Linked DNA regions of Sus scrofa: region 1 is linked to region 2. Evidence: chromatin contacts called from public HiChIP or PLAC-seq data. All regions are on one chromosome and are shown on one strand. The core of a region is the stretch at or near the end of the contact, and the rest is flanking DNA. Distances in the headings are between cores, read along the strand shown. Region 1 overlaps ABHD2 (monoacylglycerol lipase ABHD2). Region 2 has its middle 21 kb from the start of ABHD2.

Region 1 (3,576 bases), core at 602-3,101, 100 kb before region 2:
CCTCAGGCTTTGGACCATGTCTAACTTCAAAGGCCAAGTCCTTTGCCTGATGTCCCAAATCTACCTAAGTAATTGGACTGCCAAACTTTATTTTTTAATTGTTTTTTTAAATTTATTTTTTTTTATTATAATGATTTTTATTTTTATCATTAGAGCTGGTTTAGTGTTCCATCAATTTTCTACTGTACAGCATGGTGACCCAGTTACACATACATGTGTACATTCCTTTTTCTCACATTATCATGCTCCATCATCAGTGACCAGACATAGTTCCCAGTGCTGCACAGCAGGATCTCATTGCTAATCCTTTTAATTGCTAAAAGTCTTACTTTCTCACCATCTGATGCCTTTTGGACCTAGCTTCTTTACCCAGGTTTGAGACTAAATATCTGAAACCGAAGGATGCTCAGATGTCACGGGGCAGTTACAAAACTTGGATTTCGTTACGCGGATTTGCTATGCTGTTAAGGAGCAATTATAGCTAATTGTGTAAGCACTTCAGGAGCCTCAATTTAATTAAATCCAAGCATTTCTGATCTGGATGAAAGGCCAGCCCTGCCTCGTCCCAGACAAGCTGCTGGGCATTTTGTGAGGAGCTGCCTTTTCTTCCAGACAAGGGAGCGGCAAGCACATGGTGTCTTCCCAGCTCCAGGATCAGCCTCTGGTAGATGCTGGGTCATCCCGGGATTTCCACTCCATGTCAGTTACCAAACACCCTCAGGGTCTGGAAACACCTCCCCCTGCTCTGTTATTAAGAGTTACAGCTCAAGTTCCCATTATGCCTGTTGTATAGGTCGTGGCTCGGATCTCGAGTTGCTGCATCTGTGGTGTAGGCTAGCAGCTGCAGCTCCGTTTGACCCCTAGCCTGGGAATTTTCACATGCTGAGGGTGTGGTCCTAAAAAGAAAAAAAAAAGAAAAAAGAAAGAAAGAAAGAAAGGAAGAAAGAAAGAAAGAAAGGAAATTTACAGTGATCTGTTTTTTAATACCAGGAGGGTTTTTTTTTTTCTTTTTTCTTTTCTTTTTTTTTTTTTTTTTTTTTTTTCCTTTTTGGGGCCGCACCCAAGGCATATGGAGGTTCCCAGGCTAGGGGCCGAATCGAAGCTACAGCTGCCAGCCTACAGCACAGCTCATGGCAATACTGGATCCTTAACCCACTGAACGAGGTCAGGGATCAAACCTACATCCTCATAGATACTGGTCGGGTTCGTTTACTGCTCAGCCACGACGGGAATCCAGTAATAGGAGGATTTTAATGAGGTTCTATGTATTTAATCCTTAAGGGATTAGCACCAGTAACAAGATTTAAGTATCTAATCTTGCTGTAGCTTTTTAAGACAAGATGAAACAGAAGCCACTAACCTGGCCTTAGAGACCTGAGTACCACGTGACTATCTTGGAAAAGCAAACTGCCAAGGACAAGAAACCTCTAAACGAAGGCAAGGCTAAGGGTGCCTGAAAACTACTATTTCAAAGGCCATTTCCCCCCAAATGGCACTAACATGACTCAGTCGGCTCAAACACAGGCACCCAGAGACCTGGTGTTCCTAGTGGATGGAGGCTTTGCGTCATCTCTATACCCTCCACGCTGGGCCTGGGCCTGGCACACGGTGGTGGGTGTGCCACCGATGTTAGTTGAATCATGTGGAGCGAAAGCACACAATATCAGCCAGTGTGACTGTGCAGGGAACAGGAGAGAAGAACCTAAATATCTTTCCCACTAAATTTAATCTGAGAGAGTGATCTGGTCAGGCTAATGACATGGCTTGCTGGCAGGTGGCTGGGGGCTGAGCAGCCCCTAGCATTTTCCTGGTGAAGGTATGTGAGTCATTTCTTAGAGCTGCGGGCAGGCTACTGCAGAGCTGAGTCACTCCGGAAGAAAACAGCTATAGAAATAAAGTGAGAGCCCTCTTTGCTCACCATATTCAATGGCCTTGCCTTTCTCTCTCAAAAGATTTTCACAAATGAGTGCTTTGGGTTTTTTTTTTTTTTGTCTTTTGTCTTTTTAGGGTCATACCCTCGGCATATGGAGGTTCCCAGGGTAGGGGTTGAATCAGAGCTACAGCTGCCAGCCTACACCACAGCCACAGAAACGTGGCATCTGAGCCATGCCTGTGACCTATACCATAGCTCACAGCAACGCTGGATCCTTAACCTGCTGAGCAAGGCCAGGGATTGAACTTGCGACCTCATGGATACTAGTCCGGTTCGTTAACCACTGAGCCATGATGGAAACTCCTGGCTTTGTTTACTTGGGTAATCCTGAAAACTGCCCTCTTCTGACTGAAGGTAAACATTCAGATCTCATCCTGAAAGCACAGACCAGTTGATGCTTCTCCACAGTTCTGCTCGGGATATTACTCCCCAACACGTCCCTAAACTCTGGGTCCCTGGGCATCTCAATGCTCGGTGACTCTCAGCGGATGGTCCTGTCAGATGTTTTACTAAGATGCTTGAACTTCTGCACATTCACTGCCTTCACTTCCTCATTCTCTCTCTCTCCTCACCCACTTCCTCCTCCTCCTCCCTTCCCACAGTGTCCTTCTGCCATAACCCTTGACTGTTGCAGAGGCAACACAGTTCAGGGCTGTCGTCTAGAGTCACAAATACAATTCGAAATGGGTCTGTGTCAATGAAAACGGTAGATGTAAGGGAGATCCCATTGTGGGTCAGCGGTAATGAACCCAACTAGCATCCACAGGGATGCAGGTTCTACCCCTGGCTTCCCTCAGTGAGTTAAGGATCTTGCATTGCCGTGAGCTGTGGTGTAGGTTGCAGATGAGGCTCGGACCCTTTGTTGCTATAGCTGTGATGTGGGCTGGCAGCTGTAGCTCTGATTTAGCCCCTACCCTGGGAACCTCCATATGCCAAGGGCTCGACCCTAAAAAGACAAAAGACAAACACAAACACACACACACAAAACACTCTGATTCAACCCCTAGCCTGGGAATGTCTGTATGCCTCCGGGGTGGCCTTAAAAAAAAAAAAAAAAAGAAAAAAAAAAAACCTTTTTAAAAAGAGAAAATGGTAGACATGAGAAGCTTACAGAAACATTTATGTTCATGATCTAGTTAAGCATCTTCAGGAACAAAGTAGAAGTTCCTTAAAGATCACTGTCTGCAGCTCTTTGTGGCAAGATGTCTTGGATCATGGGTGATCTCTGCAGCATGCTGTGAGCAGGGTGACCACACATCCGTTTTTGCCTGGAGAGTCCTGGGGTCTGTCTGTTATTCTGATGCAGTTAATTAGTAAGATCCTCTTTTACACTCAAAAGTGATCTAGCTGGGATACTAAATTATATGGTCACCCCAGGTACAGGGCCACACTCCCTTCTAAGATGGAACTGCTGCCCCCTAAGCAAGGTAAGGTTTTCTGATCTTACATTGAGGTTCTGAAAGCCAGTTTAACAAAAAATTCCAGGATTAAACCCAACTAGACATGAATGAAGACTCTCCTCCAAGCAACAAAAAAGGCAGCGCTGAACTTTCAGGCACCTCTTCTCCACTTGATATCTAAAACAAGAAAGTCAAGTGCTTCAGAATTAGGAATAAGTGGAGAGCCCACTTCACTGTTTCAAC
Region 2 (3,714 bases), core at 658-3,157:
TATGAGTCTATCTTTTATAAAGTTTGCAAACAGGCAAAACCAAACAGTTTTTATTATTTAGGAACAGATCTGGGGAGGCAAAATTATAAAGGAAAAAAGAGCATAATTAACATCAAATTCAGGAGAGTGGTTACCTTTGGTTGAAGGTAAGGGAGACAGACGTGACTGGAGAGTTCTGAACTCTTCACATGGTTTTTTAAAAAAATTTTATTATGGTTGATTTATAATATTCTGCCAATTTCTGCTGTAAAGCAAAGTGACCCAGCCATACTTCCATAGACATTCTTTTTTTTTCACATTATCCTCCACCATGTTCCATCACAAGTGATCAGATAGAGTTCTCTGTGCTATACAGCAGAATCTCATTGCTTATCCACTCCAAATGCAATAGTTTGCATCTACTAACCACAAACTCCCAGTCCCTCCCACTCCCTACTCCTCCCTCTTGACAACCACAAGGCTGTTCTCCAAGTCCATGAGTTTGTATCATTTCTGAGATAGGTTCATTTGTGCCATATATTAGATTCCAGATATAAGTGATATGGTGTGGTGTTAGTCTTTCTCCTGACTTACTTCACTTAGTATTAACTCTTCATATGTTACATTTACTCCTTTGTGTGTGGATTATCCAATTTAAAGGAAAAAAAAAGAGGAGTTCCCACTGTGGCTCAGCAGGTTAAGGACCTGATGTACTCTCTGTGAGAATGCAGGTTCAATTCTTGGCCTCTCTCAGTGGGTTAAGAATCCGGTGTTACCACAAGCTGTGACATAGGTCGCAGATGCGGCTCAGATCTAGCATTGCTGTGGCTGTGGCGTGGGACTCAGCTCCAGCTCCAATTTGATCCCTAGCCTGGGAACTTCCATGTGCCCCAGGTGTGGCCATTTAAAAAAAAAAAGAAAGTCATGTTTTCCAAAGATGGACACGATAATTCCTTCTAGAGACTTGCCACCTCCCCGTGCCCTGAACGTGGGCAACTGTGTGACAGCCTCAGGCAGTCTAGAATAGCAGTAGTGATGCTATTTAACTTCTATGGCTGGATCATGAAAACAGCATGCACTTGAGCTTTGCTTTCTTGGAGACCTTCTCTTGGATGCCAGCTGCAAGCTGGTTTGAGCAAGCCCAAACTAGCTCCATGGGGAGAGACCACACGTAGGTGTTTGGGCTGACAGCCCAGCTGAGGTTCCAGACAACAGCCAGCGTCAAACAGTCAGGAATGGAGTTCCCTGGAAAGGTTGCCTGCAAAGCTGGCCTTGGTTTCACTCGGGGCCTGCCTCAAACACCGGGGAATGTGCCAGGCTGTTTTGAACTGGTCATCTGCACCTGCAGGTGGCCAGAACAGTCAAGGATGGGCAGGTAATAAAACTCCCAAGAGGGAGCTCCCATCGTGGCACAGTGGTAATGAACCTGACTAGGATCCTTGAGGATGCAAGTTCGATCCCTGACCTCGCTCAGTGGGTTAAGGATCTGGCATGGCGGTGAGCTGTGGTGTAGGTCGCAGAGGCAGCTTGGATCCCATATTGCTGCAGCTGTGTGTAGGCCACCAGCTGCAGTTCTGATTAGACCCCTAGCATGGGAACTTCCATATGCTGTGGGTGCGTCCCTAAAAAGAAAAAAAAAAAAATCTGGTTCAGTTATCTACTATATAAAATTCTTTCTCCCGGGCCCTTTTAAAGTGAGTTTTCATGGTTAGATGTAAGATGGTAGGAGGCCGCAGAATGGCCTGCAGGGGCTCAGGCAGGAGGGGGCCTGCGGGAGAGGATGTCCTGGGCGGGGCTGTGAAGTCCAGGGCGGTGGTCTTGGGGAAAGAAATTCCTCCTTTCCTTGGTAAAGGAAGGAGGAGTTCCTTCTGTATCTATGGCGACAGTTCCGCGGAACCCTGACTAAACCCTGATTGGTTCACTCGTTCATTCATTTACATATTCATTCTTTCATCCTAAGCTCCAGACTAAAGGGTCTCCACCCCTGGGTGTGGACCTCAGAGCCTAGAGCGGGTTAGACTGGCACCACGTAGCGAATCCCCTCCCAAGTGTGGGCTTGAGGGTAGAAGCCGGCGGAGGGTGCTATGGAAACCCAGCCAGCTTTCCAGCGAAATGTCTGAGGTCCCACCGTCTGTTCAAACCTTCCTCTCGATCCTCCAGAATTCGGAGTGAGAAGATCAATGACTCTCCAGACCGTTTGCCTCTTTGTTTATTTGAACCCGAGCTCCCTAAGCCTGGTGACCTCATCACCAGGATCCAGCCGCATTTTCCGCAGGGCTCGGCATCCGGGCGGAGGATGACTCACGCAGCTGGGCTGTGTCACTGCGCCCTCGGGAGCTCCGGCTTCCCCACACGTCCGCCTAGCCTCTGGGCTGGCCTGCAGCCAAGGGGTCCTTTGCCCCGGAAGGGGCTCTTGCTCAGCACACACTTGTATCCAGCTCTCCCGTTGTGGATTTGGCTCAGGAAGGTTCTCCAGCATGTCGCGTTTACCTGTCTGAGCAGGAGTCTGTGTTCCTGCTATGCTCAGAAAGCACAGAACTCAGGGGAACGGCCTGCTGATAAGGGTGCCCAGGGTGGGTGGTGGGTTGAATTGTGTCCCCTTAAAAGATAGGTTCAAGTCCTAACCCCCAGTATCTATGAATGTGACTTTGTTTGAAAATAAGGTCTTTGTAGGGAGTTCCCATTGTGGCACAGTAGAAACCAATCCGACCAGTATCCATGAGGATGTGGGTTTGATCCCTGGCCTCAGTCAGTGGGTTAAGGATCCTGTGTGGCTGTGAGCTGTGGTGTAGGTCGCAGTCAAGGCTTGGATCCCGTGTTGCTGTGGCTGTAGTGTATGTTGGCAGCTGCAGCTCTGATTTGAACTCTATCCTGGGAATTTCCATATGCTGTGGGTGCGGCCCTAAAAAGCAAAAAAAAAAAAAAATATATATATATATATATATACACACACATATATATATGTATATATACATATATATATTAGAAAATTGACAGAACACTGTGAACCAACTGTAATCGAAAAAATAAAAATCATTAAAAAAATAAAATAAGGTCTTTGCAGATGTTCTGTCAACTTAAGATGAGGTCACACTGGATGAGCGTGGGCCCTAAAGTCAATGACATGTCTTTATAAGAGAAAGGAGAGGGACACAGAGAGGCACAGGGAAGTAGGCCATGTGACCACAGAGGCAGAGGTTAGAGGGATGCACCTACCAACCAGATGACACTTAGAATTGCTAGCAGCCACCAGAGGTGAGGAGGGAGGTGTGGAAGAGAGCCTCCCTCTTGGCCCTCACAGGGAGCCAAGCCTGCCAAAACCTTGATTTTGGACTTCTGGCCTCCAGAACTGTGAGACAATAACGTTTTGTTGCCTTAAGCCTCCAGGTTGTGGTTCAGCAGCTGAGCATATGAACACACCCAGGGAAAAAAAAAAAAATTCTAAAAGTTGCACAGATTTAATTCTTTCCAAAGAGAAGCTAGAGAACACCGTGCTTACCCACAGGCTTTAGTGATGCCCAGACCTGACCCCAATTCTAAGCTGATCATTCACTAGCCAGTGTCTTTGGATGCATGACCAAACCTGAGTTTCCTTTTATGCAAAACAGTAAAATTTGTTTTTCAAATAATTTATGTAAAGTGCTGGGAACATAGCAAACATCAAGGAAATGGTAGCTAAGACTAGTGCACTCACTCCAGGTTCCATCCCCTGCAATCACCAAGGAAGCTCTCCTT

What was found. HiChIP or PLAC-seq counts read pairs in DNA pulled down with a chosen protein or histone mark.
Region 1: a contact with region 2 is called in an H3K27ac HiChIP or PLAC-seq map of alveolar macrophages. The contact joins two enhancer-like sites. A contact is called at or near these places in 3 of 5 promoter capture datasets (fetal liver, liver and skeletal muscle), 37 of 47 Hi-C or Micro-C datasets (adipose tissue, alveolar macrophages, blood and 18 more) and 2 of 2 datasets of contacts at active chromatin or transcription factors (alveolar macrophages and skeletal muscle).

The regions. Positions count from the first base shown.
Region 1 is chr7:54,736,631-54,740,206 of Sscrofa11.1, reverse strand. The region is part of intron 5 of ABHD2 (monoacylglycerol lipase ABHD2); the gene reads right to left. Among named protein-coding and RNA genes, the nearest start is that of RLBP1, 62 kb to the left of the region's middle. Within about 2 kb of position 1,851, at least 13 of the 83 cell types and tissues checked have an H3K27ac peak or open chromatin away from gene starts, as enhancers often do. A contact at or near this core is called in alveolar macrophages, where this site is marked.
Region 2 is chr7:54,632,849-54,636,562 of Sscrofa11.1, reverse strand. No RefSeq gene overlaps it. Among named protein-coding and RNA genes, the nearest start is that of ABHD2, 21 kb to the left of the region's middle. Within about 2 kb of position 1,907, at least 54 of the 83 cell types and tissues checked have an H3K27ac peak or open chromatin away from gene starts, as enhancers often do. A contact at or near this core is called in alveolar macrophages, where this site is marked.